Linked DNA regions of Ovis aries: regions 2 and 3 are each linked to region 1. The links are chromatin contacts, called in public Hi-C maps. All regions are on one chromosome and are shown on one strand. The core of a region is the stretch at or near the end of the contact, and the rest is flanking DNA. Distances in the headings are between cores, read along the strand shown. Region 1 holds the start of SSBP3 (single stranded DNA binding protein 3). Region 2 overlaps SSBP3 (single stranded DNA binding protein 3). Region 3 has its middle 39 kb from the start of ACOT11.

Region 1 (4,519 bases), core at 576-3,075:
TATTTCCTTCTCTCCCCTATCGTTGTATTTCAAGTCCCTCCCAACCTCCATGCTTCCCTCATTCACAAAACAACCTTTAAACTAGGAGCTAGCACACAGACAACCAGAGACTAGGAGTGTTTTCTTTTTTCTACCTCCTTTCCCTGCAAGCTCTAGGTCCCAGCAGAGAACAGAGTGCGTCCAGAGTCATTGGTAGGGCCTGGCTGTATTCTAATTTAGGGAAGCTGTTACACTGAGTAGAACATTATTCCAAAAATGCACCCAGAGTCTCCTTCCTGAACCAATGCCGTCTATTTGCTGCAGGGGCATTTCTTTTTAAAGCCCCTTCTTCTCTCATCGACAAATCAAAATAAGCAAACTTTAATGGTAGTGAATTATCCCTTATTTTGTTGAATCTAGTTCTGAGTTTTCCTACTTGAAACATGTTTTCCCCAGGACACTGACCTATCCTTTAATTGTTTGGTGCGAGGCATGTTAGGGGGAGGGGCGTTACTTGTTTATTGGAACAGCGCAGTTAAAAAAAAAAAAATCAACCTAGGCTAACAGTTTCAAGGCTCCCCTAAAGATGTATCCAAACAGGCAGCCAATCAGCGCTTACACAGCTTTTTCTGCTTGACTCTTTTAAAGAGACAGTGTTTTATCACATTTAAAGAGAACCGCGCTCTAAAAACAGTCTGAAAATGGGGGAGTCTTGCCCTGTTTGGTTGGTTTCTCGTCATAAGAGTGTCTAATGAGGGACACTCAGTGTGTCCTCGGGTTCTCGGCGTGGGCAAAAAGGAGTCAGGAGCAAATAGCTGGGTCACTCTGCCAGCCCCCTTCAATTTCCCATTGTACACCTGGGTCACTGACAATGGAAGCTTCCCCTCCCCCCACGGCTGGCTCTCGTACCCCACTCCCCAATTTAGCTCCATTTATTTGAAGTTTGCAGATTTCTGTGACGCGTATTCCGCGCAGCGGGGCGCCCAGGTGACAGCCCCCTCTACCCTGGAATGGCACCATCTCTCCCGGAGAAGCCGAGGGGCTAACTTGCTAGGGCGGGCAGACCTTGGAAATTTGGGAGCAATCACTCTCCCTTCTCTTAGCTCAAGTCTTCAGTCCCTTCCCCCAGGTTCCCCAAAGCAGGCCAAGGGCCATTTTCGCGCGACTCCACTTTGGGGTTTTCCAAAGTATTTTAATGATCTAGTAAAGGAGCAGCCGCGCGCCTCGGCGCCGGCTCGAGCCGCCCAGCTCCCAGCGTGGAACCCCGGGCCCTGCGCTCCGAAGCCAGACTAGGCGAGAGGGAGGACCACGGGCGGGGCGGCCAAGGGTGGGGGCGAGTGGAAGTCTGGGGAGGGGGTTGGGGTCGGAGCCCACGGGAAGGGCAGGCGAGGGGGAGGGGGAGATCAGGGCTGGGCTGGCGCGGGCTGAGGCGGGGGGAGGTGAGGGGCAGATAAGGGAGAGGGACGTGGCGGGAGGGAGCCGGCGGTGCTCGGCTCAGGGGTCCGCGCCCCCTCCCCTCCGACTATGCCGCAGAGCCCCCCGCCCCCCACCCGCTCCCCAGCGGTCCACGCCGCGGAGACCGCGGGTCGGACCCCCTCTTCGCGGGTGCCAGGAGACTAGAGCTCCCCCTTCTCGATTCGCGTCCTCTCCCTACATCTAGAGAAAACAGAGGCTCGCGCCCGCGGACACCCCCAGTTCGCCCGCAGAAGCAGGGACAGCGGCTCCTCGGTGGCGGCCTCAGCGGGGACTGCCGCGGCTGGGCGCTGACAGGGCGTCCCTCCCGGGCCGCCCTGGGCCCGCCCCCGCGCGCAGATTGGCCGAGGCACCAATCAATCGCGGGACGTTGACGCCCGCCTCGATCCCTCGCCGGGGTAGCCACGTTCGGTTGAGCTCCAAGTAGACCAGCGGCGGCGGCGGCGGCAGCGGTGCAGGAGGCGCAGAGGGCGGCGCAGGCGGAGCCGGGCGGGCGGGCGCGCGAGCGAGCCAGCGGGCAGCCGGGCCGGCGGGCGAGCGGCGGCGGCGGCGGCACCGGCACTCCAGGCCGAGCCGGCGCAGGAGGAGTTCCAGGGCGATGGGGCCGCGGCCGGGGCTGACGCTTTGACAGCTGGAAAGAGCGCGGAGCCAGCGCCTGGGGGGGAGGGAGGGGAGCGCGGCGAGGAGAGCGCGAGCGAGTGTGCGAGCGAGCGCCGGGGAGGGGGCCGGGAGCGAGGGGGCAGCTCGGGAGCAGCCGGAGCGGTAGCGGCGGCGGCGGCGGCGAGGAGGCTCGGCGTCCTCTTCTCTGCAAACCATGTTTGCCAAAGGCAAAGGCTCGGCGGTGCCCTCGGACGGGCAGGCTCGGGAAAAGTAAGCCCTATTTTCCAAGTGGCGGCCGCGCCGCCGCCGGGCTGCGGGCGGGTGGTGGGAGGCAGGTGGGCGGGCGGGGGCTGCTGCGCTCCGGGCCCCGGCGCCGCCAGCCTGGCCCCTTCCCGAGGCCGCGGCGGGCGGCGTGGGAGAGCCCATTGTTGGGAGCCGGCTGAGGTTGGGGCGTCGGGGGGCGCCGCCGGGGAGGGGGCATTTGGTGGCCCCGGGGCGTGCCGGGCGCGGGGGCCCGCGGAGAGGGGTGGGCGAGGTCCTGCGAGCCAGCCGGGGCATCCGCCCCGGCCGGGGAGCTCGCGGCGGTGACCGCACTTTGCCCACCGGGCGCGAGCAGGGGGCGCGTGGCTTCTTGCAGCCCCGAAGGCTCCTTTTGTCCGCCCGCGGCTTGAGGAGTGCGTGGCGGGGGCTTTGTTCGGCCAGGAGCGCTCTGCCTTCCCTGCCCTCGGCCCCACCGCCGGCCCCGCGCCCTCCGGGGCGCCGGGCTGGGCAGGGACAGCGGCGCCGGCTTGGCCCTAGCTTGGGGGACAGTTGTTTTGGGGGGAGGTGGTGAGGGCGGCGCTTTGCTGCCCTCTCCAGAGCGCGGAGCACCCCGGAGTCCAGGACTGAGTCTCCCCGGACCCTCAAAACTGGGGAGAGGGTGGGTTGGTGGCAAGGAGTAGGTCGGGAAAAGAAGCGAGGCTCTGGGGTCGGGCGGTTTGCGAGTTTGAGAGACCTAGGTGGGTTTGGTCCCGACGCTACTTGGAAGTTCAAGTTCGGGGGCTGCTCTTCAGCCCCCGCGGCTTGAAGTAAACGCGTCTCCTGGTACCCACCCCCTAACTGCTCGCACCCTTGGCCCCAGGCAGGACCAAGCTAGCTGCTCACCTCTGGTCGGGGCCACAATGGGACAGCACGGACAGGGTTGGAAGCCGGCTGGTATGGTCCAGGAGCGAGCACCAGTGTGATCTGACGCCTTCCCTCTCTCTCTGTGCCCCCCTGCCCACTCTCCAGGTTAGCTTTATATGTCTACGAATATTTACTGCACGTAGGAGCACAGAAGTCTGCACAGACCTTCTTGTCAGAGGTGAGTGGAACTCCCCCAGTCATCCAGTTCTTGACACCCCCTCCTCCCCATCGTTCTTAAAGCCTTTGTTTTCTGGAACAGCCACTGTGGCCACCATTTTGAATTTTTATCACCTTTTGGCATTTATTGTTAGTTGGTCTTCACAGCCTTTTGGCTCCGGGAAGCCCCCAGCCCACCCCTTCCTTCTGCTGCCCTGAGCTGTCTCTGTTCTCTCCATTCTAGATTCGATGGGAAAAAAACATCACGTTGGGAGAACCGCCTGGGTTTTTGCACTCGTGGTGGTGGTAAGTTTGTGATAGTTTTGTGTGTGTGTGTGTGTGTTTTGTTCTGAGCCCCCCGGGGTCCAAGTGAACAAAGACAGGGGGTCTGGAGCAGGCTCCCTGTGCTTTAGTCCTCAGCATTGTAGAGAGCAGGGTGCCTCTGGGCCCTCAGACCAGGACTGGCAGAAAAGGGAAAGGGCAGCAGAGGTCGATGCATAAAGTTTCTGCCTCCTCTTTTCCCACTGGTGAGAACCTACTAATCATGCCTAGTGTTGCAATAGAAATGCCTTACTTTTACATCTCACTCTGAAGCAGTAAGCACGGACTTGGAAAAAACCTGAAAGGATTTTTGTCAATTCTGCATGCTGCTTTAATTAGAGGGAGTGGGGGTGGGGCAGGACCGGTGGCTGGGATACCAGGTCTGTTTTACAACTGGCCTGTCCCTTCCTTTTTCCTCTATAAGCGAAACTTTGAGAGAAAGATCCATGGGTACCTTTTCCAGGCACCCTGAGAAAGAGCAAGAGGAGGCTGCCACTTCCTTTAAAGATACTGATTCAGACTGACTGGATGTTCCCGCCCCCAAACCCCCACCCCTCTAAATAGCCCTGAAACCTCCAGGTTTCATTTTACTAAGACCTGGCATATGCCTGTCGTTGGTAGTTGGGGGCTGTTTCTGTGACCCTCTCCCCAGGCCCCTGGGCCCTGCCTGCCTGGGACCACCAGAGATCCGCTCCTGGTTTGCAGCCCCCCAGGAGGGAGGCTTAGGTTTAGTGGGAGCAGTTGCTTTGAGTAAGACTTGGGTGTTTTGTGAGACCGATCGGTGGAGTCTTTGACATCTTTTTCAAAAGGAAAAGAGAGCAGAGTG
Region 2 (3,886 bases), core at 1,052-3,551, 36 kb after region 1:
GGTGGAGCCAAGAGCCAGCTTCCAGGAGGGCCCTGGCACATCTCATCGGGTGTGTGGTGTCTGCCTGAAGAAGAGCCGCTTGAATCAGAGTGCCTGCTGGCCAGCCAGAAGGGGATGGACGGCGGGGACCAGCCAGCTGCCGAAATGTGATCGAACCCACCTCGTTGGAAGAAGCGCGAGCAGCCTTCTCTTCCAGATGCTCTGAATTCCACTCCACATGTTGGTTTCTCTTTGGAGGTCCCCAGGATGACCTTTTACACCATACACGACCCTTCTAGGATGTGGGGATCCTGAGCGGTGGAGGGATGAGGAAGTTGGAGGGTGTGTGTGACTGGCATGGCATCGCAGGTATCATCCTTGGGAATCCTGTCTTAGTCAAAATGACATGGTCAGGTACTCAGACTGCTGAGCGAGTCTGAGTTCTAATCCCGTCCTGGGCATCTTCATGTACCAGGTTTGAGCTGAAGGTTGAGTTTGAAGTCCTCGTTCAAGGTGAGCCTTGGGTTCTGCAGCTGCCCTCATAGAGCTGGACCGTGAGCTCCGGTGACTGCGGCGCCTCTCCTCCTCAGCCCTTCTTCCACGCTGAGCCACAGAAACCCAGCGCCACGGTCACCTAACGAGTGGCTCTCTTGTTTTGATCGCATAACTCTTCAAACATCAGCCGATTTCTTGCTATCTGCCACCACGTGGATGTTCTTGACCTTGGTTTTCAAGATGCCTTTTCATCCGTCCACTTAGTTGCACAGTCCGTCTCATCTCCCCCGGCAGCATCACCCCTGCCCCCCCGCCTTCCTGCCCGCAGGCAGGCTCCCTGGTTCATCCCCAACCCTAAACCTGCAGAGCCTCTTTTTTCAGCAAGTTCAGCTCAAACCCTCGCCTTTTCCTGACTCTACTCGGCCCCTCCGTTTGAGAGGACTTTTTCCCACATGAAATACAGATTTAAAGAAAGTCAGCTGTAATGGTTAGAGGGACCTTACAGGACATAGACTTCAGTGGGTTTTTTTTAACTTACTTTTTTTTTTTTCCTTTTTAGCAGGAGATCCCTTTCTTTAAATGAAGTCTTAGGTGGAAGGCCAAATAGTGTAACAGAAAGACAGAGCCATCTACCAGTTTAAGGGGTGTGGGTGCCAAAGGTCACCTGCTAAGCTTCCCACCATTATGCCTCCTCCCGTGGCCCCCATGGTTTAGTCCAACTCCCAGATGGAGACATTGTGCCCAGAATAAGGAGATGACTTGGCTGAAGATTCTTCAGGAAGTGAGAGGCACAGGGGTCCCCAGGTCCCCCAACCACATCCTGGGTGCTGTCAAGCGATCAGGCTTCCCCAGCTCTTCAGTGAGATGTTTGAACATGTTTCAGTAAAGGATCTGCAGCCGGATCCTTGTGGGAAATGCAGGGTTCAGCAGTTTCTCTAGTGTAGGACTTCTCAAGAGTTTCCAGTACATTAAGATGCATTGCAGATCTTAGAAGTGGGATAGCATATATGAGGTGGATAAACAGTGTGAAATACAGCGTGTCTGACATTTATTTGACCACGGGACCTCATCCGGTTGAGGAATCCTAAAACTTTAATAAAAAGTACAGGCTAGGAGATGACTGGGTTGTCTTTTGGTCCCCAGTTATTTTGAGATACGGACAACTGTGGGTCCAGGTGGCACTCACCGTTCCCTGGACTGTATCTCCATCCTGTGGAGCTGTCCGTCTTTCTTCACTAAGCACCTGTTTTGTTGGGTAACGGGCTCCTGTAAGCCTCTGCCCTTCCGTGTCATTAGATAGTATCCATTTTTTTAGTGATCACAAAGTATTCTGCTTCTTGGATGTGGCATAATTTTATCAGTCCCTCGCTGTGGAACATTAAGATTCTTTCCAGTTTTCTCATACTGTAAACGAACTCTGATGAACATGTTGTTGTTATTGTTTAGTTGCTAAGTTGTGTCCGACTCTGTGACCCCATGGCTTGTAGCCTACCGGGCTCCTCTGCCCATGGGATCTCTCAGGCAAGAATACTGGAGTGGGTTGCCATTTCTTTCTCCAGAGGATCATCCCAACCCAGGGATTGAACCCATGTCTCTTGCATTGCAGGCAGATTCTTTACCACTGAGCCACCAGGCAAACTGTGATGAACATCTTCGTGGCAAAATGTTTGTGCACGTGTATGTGATGATATTCTTAGATGTGGAATGCTTGGGGCGTATGGTATACACAACACACTTTAAAAACAGAAGGCTGTCGGGACTGCCAGCACATTGCTTCACAAGCTGGGTGTTGCTTCCCAACTTTGTCCCTGGCAGAGCTACTCACGAGTGCCTTTGGAAGGGCCCTTGGGAAGTCAGAACTGGCCTCCTGTCTTTGACTGTACTGCCTGTCTGGCCCTGGAGAGCTCCTTGTTCTTTGCGCTCTCACCCTCTGTCTCCCCTGATGTTCGTCTCCAGGGGAGGGCTCTGTGGGGACCTCCCTCGTGTTAATTGATTTAGATTTAGATGCTTTTCCTTGCCTAAGAGCTCGGTAGTTGGAGACCCATTTATCTGGATGCTTTTTACATCCCTGAAACCGTGTGTGAGAGGCACAGATTGGACGACAGAGACGATGGGGCATCGGGGACCTCGCCCGCAAGGTTTCTGTCGCCACTTTCATTGCCTGGCTCTTGCCTGACTCCTCAGTGACGACTGGTGTTCTCAGAAGGGGAGTCTCGGGGGTGGGGCTTTGTAGGCAGAAGTGGTTGGTAGCATTCTTTTCTTTTTTCCTCTTTCTTTTGCCCAAGTAGATCATTTTGGAGGCGTGCCTCATGGATGTAGATTAGGGATAGATTGGGATTAAGGCTTCACAGTCAGGGGGAGGCAGCTGTACTCCTGTGTGCCCAGCGCCTGATCAGGAGGACTTCAAGCGAAGCCTCGTGGGAATCTCGGGGTGGATTGAACCAGGCTCCCTTTGCCACAAGGGATCAAGGCTCCGAGAGGTTTAGAAACCTGAATGAGGTTTCTCCGCTGTAAGGCGTGCGTGCGCTGAGTCACTTCAGTGGTGTTTGACTCTTTGCAACCCCATGGACTGTAGCCCGCCAGGCTCCTCTGCCCATGGGGATTCTCCAGGCAAGAATACTGGAGTGGGCTGCCATGCCCTCCTCCAGGAGATCTTCCTGACCCAGGGATTGAACCCAAGTCTCTTGCGTCTCCTGCATTGACAGGCGGGTTCTTTACCACTAGTGCCACCTGGGAAGCCCTCACTGTAAGCAGAGCCCTGGTATGGGGACAGCAAGCCAAGTTTGTCGGGTTCTTTTTTTTTTTTTTTTTGGAATGAGGGGCACGCTGTGTGGCTTACGGGATCCTAGCTCCCTAATTCCCTGACCAGGGGTTGAACCTGGGCCCTCAGCACTGAAAGTTCAGAGTCCTCAACACTAGGAAATTCCCCAAAGCTGGTTCTTACCTGCTTTCTGTCTGGGAAAACTGAACAGCTCTCAAGTTTTCTTAGAATTAAATGTGAGTGGTTTCAAGGTCTTTTGTGGGAGGTGAGTTTAACATGACTCTTGTTATTTTTAATTACATAAATAATATCCAAGTACTTCTTGTGTTAATTATTGCTGAATTATAGAGGTCTCTGGAATAAGAAGTAAGGAGAACCCCCTACTCTCTTGCCCCTTGCTGTCCTCTTCCTTCTGGTAATCAGGTTTAAACAGTTGGAGGGCGTCCTTCTAGACCTTTTCCTATGCATTTGCATGCATTAATATCTGTCTTGATGGAGCCCTAAAAACCATTCAGTTCTGACTGGAGGCCCCATTATTTACCTGCTTGATTTCTTTAATTTCAGCAAACCTGAATTGAATAGCAGCCTACTAACTAACTGTAACTTGGGTTAACTCACCCATCCTGGGAGATGAAGCGTGAGTTTCATCTG
Region 3 (4,244 bases), core at 615-3,114, 60 kb before region 1:
GAGAGAAATAAAATGAGATGATCAAGGTGGAAAGGCCTAGATCATGGAGGGTCTCACCAGCCTGCAGCTGATCCACAGGGCAGGGAAACGCAGGGCATAGACAGAAGCAGCACGGGAATATGTGCTTTGTGGTTCAGAAGGCTTGGTGGAGGGGCCAGTTTCAAGCCCCCTGGATACCAGCAAGCTGGCAGATTAAGATGGTGGCTAAGAGATGTGGAGAAGGGAACAACTGGAGAGATATTTAAGGGGAGAAAGGACCAGACTTGGTGCCTGATTGTTCGTGGGCGGCAAGAGAGAGGGAGGAGTGGAAACGACTCCCTGTGCAGCTCCTCGAATCTCTAGGGAGAGAGGAAGGAGGCCAGCAGCCAGCTCGGACACCAGTCACCTTGGACACAAATAACCTCTAGGGACTCTGCCCCTGCTGAGCCGAGCTGCTACCTCTGACAATGCCTCCCCAACACACACACACACACACACACACACACACACACACACACCCTGTTTTCCCAAGGGGTTGACTGGACGCTCTGCTGGCTCCTTGCCCACTGCTCCCTCCCGCAGTCTGCTCTGCGCCAGCCAGGAGGGGAGGGAAGGGGAGGGGCAGCCGCAGAAGCCCTGCCGGAAGGGAGGAAGGGCGGGCTCAAGAAGCCAGCCCAGCCGACCCCCAACTGAGGAGCAAGGGAGAGCCGAGGAGAGAGGGTGAGACAGACAAAAGACAAGGAGAAGCAGTACAGCAGCTCTGAACACTGGAGATACAAGATGCCTTTCTGTTCCTCTTGCTTGCCCACTCCCCATTTTAGAGATGGGGAAACTGAGGCCCAGAGACAGCAACAGTTTAGGAACCTACAACTCAGGTTTCAGCAGACCCACACTCTTCTGTTGGAGCCCCTCAGCCTGGAGCAGCCACTTACAGGCTGGTCTGGTAGGAATGGGTGTTGAGCACCACAGCCATCGCCCCAAATGAAGAGCTGGCCAGCTAGTTGAGTCTATGGTTCAAGTCCCTCCAAGTCCCCATAGTATAGAGAGCTGGACTGAAAGACAGGGGACTTGAGTTCTCACCCCGCTGTAGGACTGATTTTTCATCTGTAAATGTCCTATACTGCCTCTGATAAACCTCTCTACAAGGTTTACAAGAGCCACTAAGGGATGAAGGAAGACTGTGAATTCAAAAACGCCACAGGACCCCAGAAGGATTGGGTGCAAAACCATGTCCCTGAGCAAATCGCTCCCCTCTCTGGGACTCAGTTTCCTCAACTGCACAAAAAGGGTACCAGATTCATTGATATTAAAAGGCCATTCCACCACTGGAAGCCAGTAGGATGCACCCACTCTGCCAAAGTTTTAGATTCTAGAGCAAACACAAAACCTCACCATCGCATCTTCCCCGCCCCTAGAACGGGTGCTTGGAAGCCCTCTTCAGGCCTGTCACCGGTCACCGGGGGAGTTATTGTCGCCCCTGCCCAGGTACCATTGACTCCGTCCTTAAGGCCCCTCGCCGCCCCGGCTGCAAACTTACTGCAGTGGCCCCTAGGGGGCAGTGTTGCCCCGAACTTGGGCCGCCGCAGCTGCTGCCCCCGCCCCAACGGGCGCCGGGAGAATACTTGAGTTCTGGGAATGTTTGACACCCCCCGGCACACACACCGCCCCCCGCGGCCAGCCCCAGTCCCGGAGGCTCCCGCGCTGCCCACAGCCCGGGTGCGGACTTACTGCTAGGGCCCCCCCACCCCCCACCTCTCCCAGCAAAATATTTCGCAAGGACAAGGCTTCTATTTTTGTTTTTTCGCAGGAGTAGAGAACAGGTATTGGTCTCAGGCTGCTCGCGCGGACTAGGATGTCTCTGTGTTCAGAGATCTGAGGGAGGAATCTGAGGGGAGAGGAGGCTTGTTTTCCCAAGAACCTGTCAGCTGTTTCCCCCGTCACTCCCGCATCCCTTTGATAAGGGGTTGGCAGGCATGCACCCCCATACCTCCTCCTCCACGGGTCCCCCAGCCCCGCCAGGAAGCGCCCCGGGGTAGAGGGTGTGGGCTGCAGGGTCCGACCTCGCCTTCTCCAGCTCAAGCCCAGGCCCAGAGACCGGGGCACAGGCCGAGCTTGAGGGGCTGGGTTTGGGGGGTGACTTCTGCTGTCTCCCCAGCCTCAGATGTGAGCAGCAAATTCAGGGTGAAGACGGTGAAGGGGAAACGGAGGGAAAATCCCACTCAAGTTTGGTCCAACGGTTTAATGGAAGTGGGGGGAGTAGGAAGAATTTAAAAGCCCCGAACCCACAAAGCAGACTTTTTTTAAAAAAATTATAATTGAAAACATCTCGGAGTAAGGGCCGCCAGGAGCGGGCCAGCTCCCCCCGCCCCATCCCCCTCTCCTGTTCCCCGGAGTCCGATGAAGTCATGATAAGTAGGCTGCAAAAAAAAAAAAAAAAAAAGTGGGGGGGGTGGCTTGCAGGGGCTGGGGGCACAGGGGTCCCAGGCTGGGGCCCCGCGCGGACACAGTTTGGATACTATGGTTACGCGATCCGACCCAAACAGCGAAGGCGGACAACAATAGCGGCCGCCAGAGGAGGAAATTCCTTCCGGGGTGGACGGCGCGGGGGGAGGGGCGCCTGGCTGGAACGCCGAGGCGGCGGCTCGGCCAATCAGCGCTCGGCCGCCGGCGGTTTCAAGGTGCCCCGCGCCGCGCGCCCCCGCCCCCCCCGCGCGCTCCGCTTGGGCGCTGGAATTGCTGAGACGTTTCCCTGCACGCGCCCGGGTAACCCTGCGGGGGCTGCTGCTCAAGCCGACCCCCTCCCTAGCCCTTCTCCCCGCCCCCCGCCGGAGCCCACCGCCCCGGGAAGACTGAGTGTTCTGCTCCCTGAGTTGCTTGCACTTGAGGGAGATGGGGGGGGAAAAACATCCCTCCAAACTACCCCTTTCTGTGGGGTTGGTTACTGCACAAGCCTGTTTTCTATTTTAAAGCATGTCTCAAGAAAAAATGAGAGAGGGGAGAGAGAGAGAGAGAACAGGGAGAGCGAAGATCCACCCCAACTCAAGAAGCCTGGGAGGCTCTGACCCCTGCCTGCCTGGCCGCAGGGGCTGTTACATAATAAGTTGGGTTATTGATATTGGCGGCCCTGGCCGGGCATCTGGCATGCAGAGATCCAAGGGCAGAGTTGGCATTTAGAAAAGCCCCCCCTCCCCCTTTCAGTGACCGTTACCTGCTTTATAAAGGACCAGCGGAACCAGGGGCTCACCTCAGCCGGTGTCTGGGCAATTTACGTGGTGCCCATGGTGTGACCGTGCCCACTGCTACCCCCACCTACCAGGGAGGGATTCTGTGCCTAAGTCCCCCTCCTTCAGAATCCCCGGACTGGCTCTTTCCCTGTCGCCAGGCCCTCCACGGTGCTTCCTGCTTTCCTGCCAAGTACCCAAAGCCGGCATCCTGGGCACTTAGAGCACCGAGCTGGTCCCGTTCCTTCTTTAAGCGGAACCAGGTTTCTGCTCTCTGGTGTTTCCTAGCTCGGAACACCACTCTGAGGAGGAGTAGATACCTTCTCTTATTCATTGCCTACTGAGAGATTCACTTCTCTGGAAGGCTCTAACATTCAAAAAGTATTAGCCTCTCTCTCCCACTCTTTCTCTCCCTCTCTTCATATATAATGGGGATAGCCCTAATTCTCCAGTTCCTCGTGTGTCTCTATAAATAAATAATGAGATTTTATTAATTATGCACGTATAGTATCTGCAAGCAGATTGCTCTGTCTCTTGATGCTTAATAATATTTTAAAAATGGAAAAAACTTCCACACTGAAGCTGGGTATTTGGGGGTTTTTCCCCTCCCTTCAAGCAAACAAAAACTTCAAGGGGCCATATGTCCTCCAAGGAGAGGCGAGGAAGGCAGAAAGTTGGGGAGTGCAAGCAAGGGAGGGATTAAAGGGGGTCTCTCTGCAGATTTTCAAGGCAGCTGAAGGCAAATTTCAAGTAGCCTGCTTCATGTTTGTGATTGAGCTGCTGGTCTGAAAACATACCAAGGTTCACTTGGGCGTTTGTGTGTTAGGCGGGATGGGCAGCTGTTAATAGTAAACAGGAAACCAGCAAGAAGAGAGCTGGCTGCAGCCCAGTCCCTCTCTCAATTCCGCACCCCTTCTCAGAGCCCCCAAACCCTTGAGCTCTCGAAACACACTTGGTTTCTGGGAATTGTGCATCAGTTAATTTCTGGGTGCCCAACACAACTCCTGGCACATAGTAAGGGTTCGAAAAAACATTTGCACATTG

The links. A called contact is a pair of places that touch in the nucleus more often than the background predicts.
Region 2: a contact with region 1 is called in a Hi-C map of tail adipose tissue, with 2.8 times the contacts expected there. The contact joins the enhancer-like site here to the promoter of SSBP3 in region 1. A contact is called at or near these places in 5 of 16 Hi-C or Micro-C datasets (hypothalamus, liver, mixed tissues and 2 more).
Region 3: a contact with region 1 is called in a Hi-C map of tail adipose tissue, with 8 times the contacts expected there. The contact joins the enhancer-like site here to the promoter of SSBP3 in region 1. A contact is called at or near these places in 14 of 16 Hi-C or Micro-C datasets (blood, hypothalamus, liver and 6 more).

What each region holds. Positions count from the first base shown.
Region 1 is chr1:28,907,100-28,911,618 of ARS-UI_Ramb_v3.0, reverse strand. It overlaps SSBP3 (single stranded DNA binding protein 3), which reads left to right and starts at 1,825. Exons shown (of 16, transcript XM_042248427.1): 1 at 1,825-2,322; 2 at 3,322-3,394; 3 at 3,617-3,678. The coding sequence starts at 2,267.
Region 2 is chr1:28,871,841-28,875,726 of ARS-UI_Ramb_v3.0, reverse strand. The region is part of intron 4 of SSBP3 (single stranded DNA binding protein 3); the gene reads left to right. Among named protein-coding and RNA genes, the nearest start is that of SSBP3, 36 kb to the left of the region's middle. Within about 2 kb of position 2,301, at least 2 of the 54 cell types and tissues checked have an H3K27ac peak or open chromatin away from gene starts, as enhancers often do. A contact at or near this core is called in tail adipose tissue, where this site is marked.
Region 3 is chr1:28,967,516-28,971,759 of ARS-UI_Ramb_v3.0, reverse strand. No RefSeq gene overlaps it. Among named protein-coding and RNA genes, the nearest start is that of ACOT11, 39 kb to the left of the region's middle. Within about 2 kb of position 1,864, at least 41 of the 54 cell types and tissues checked have an H3K27ac peak or open chromatin away from gene starts, as enhancers often do. A contact at or near this core is called in hypothalamus, liver and tail adipose tissue, where this site is marked.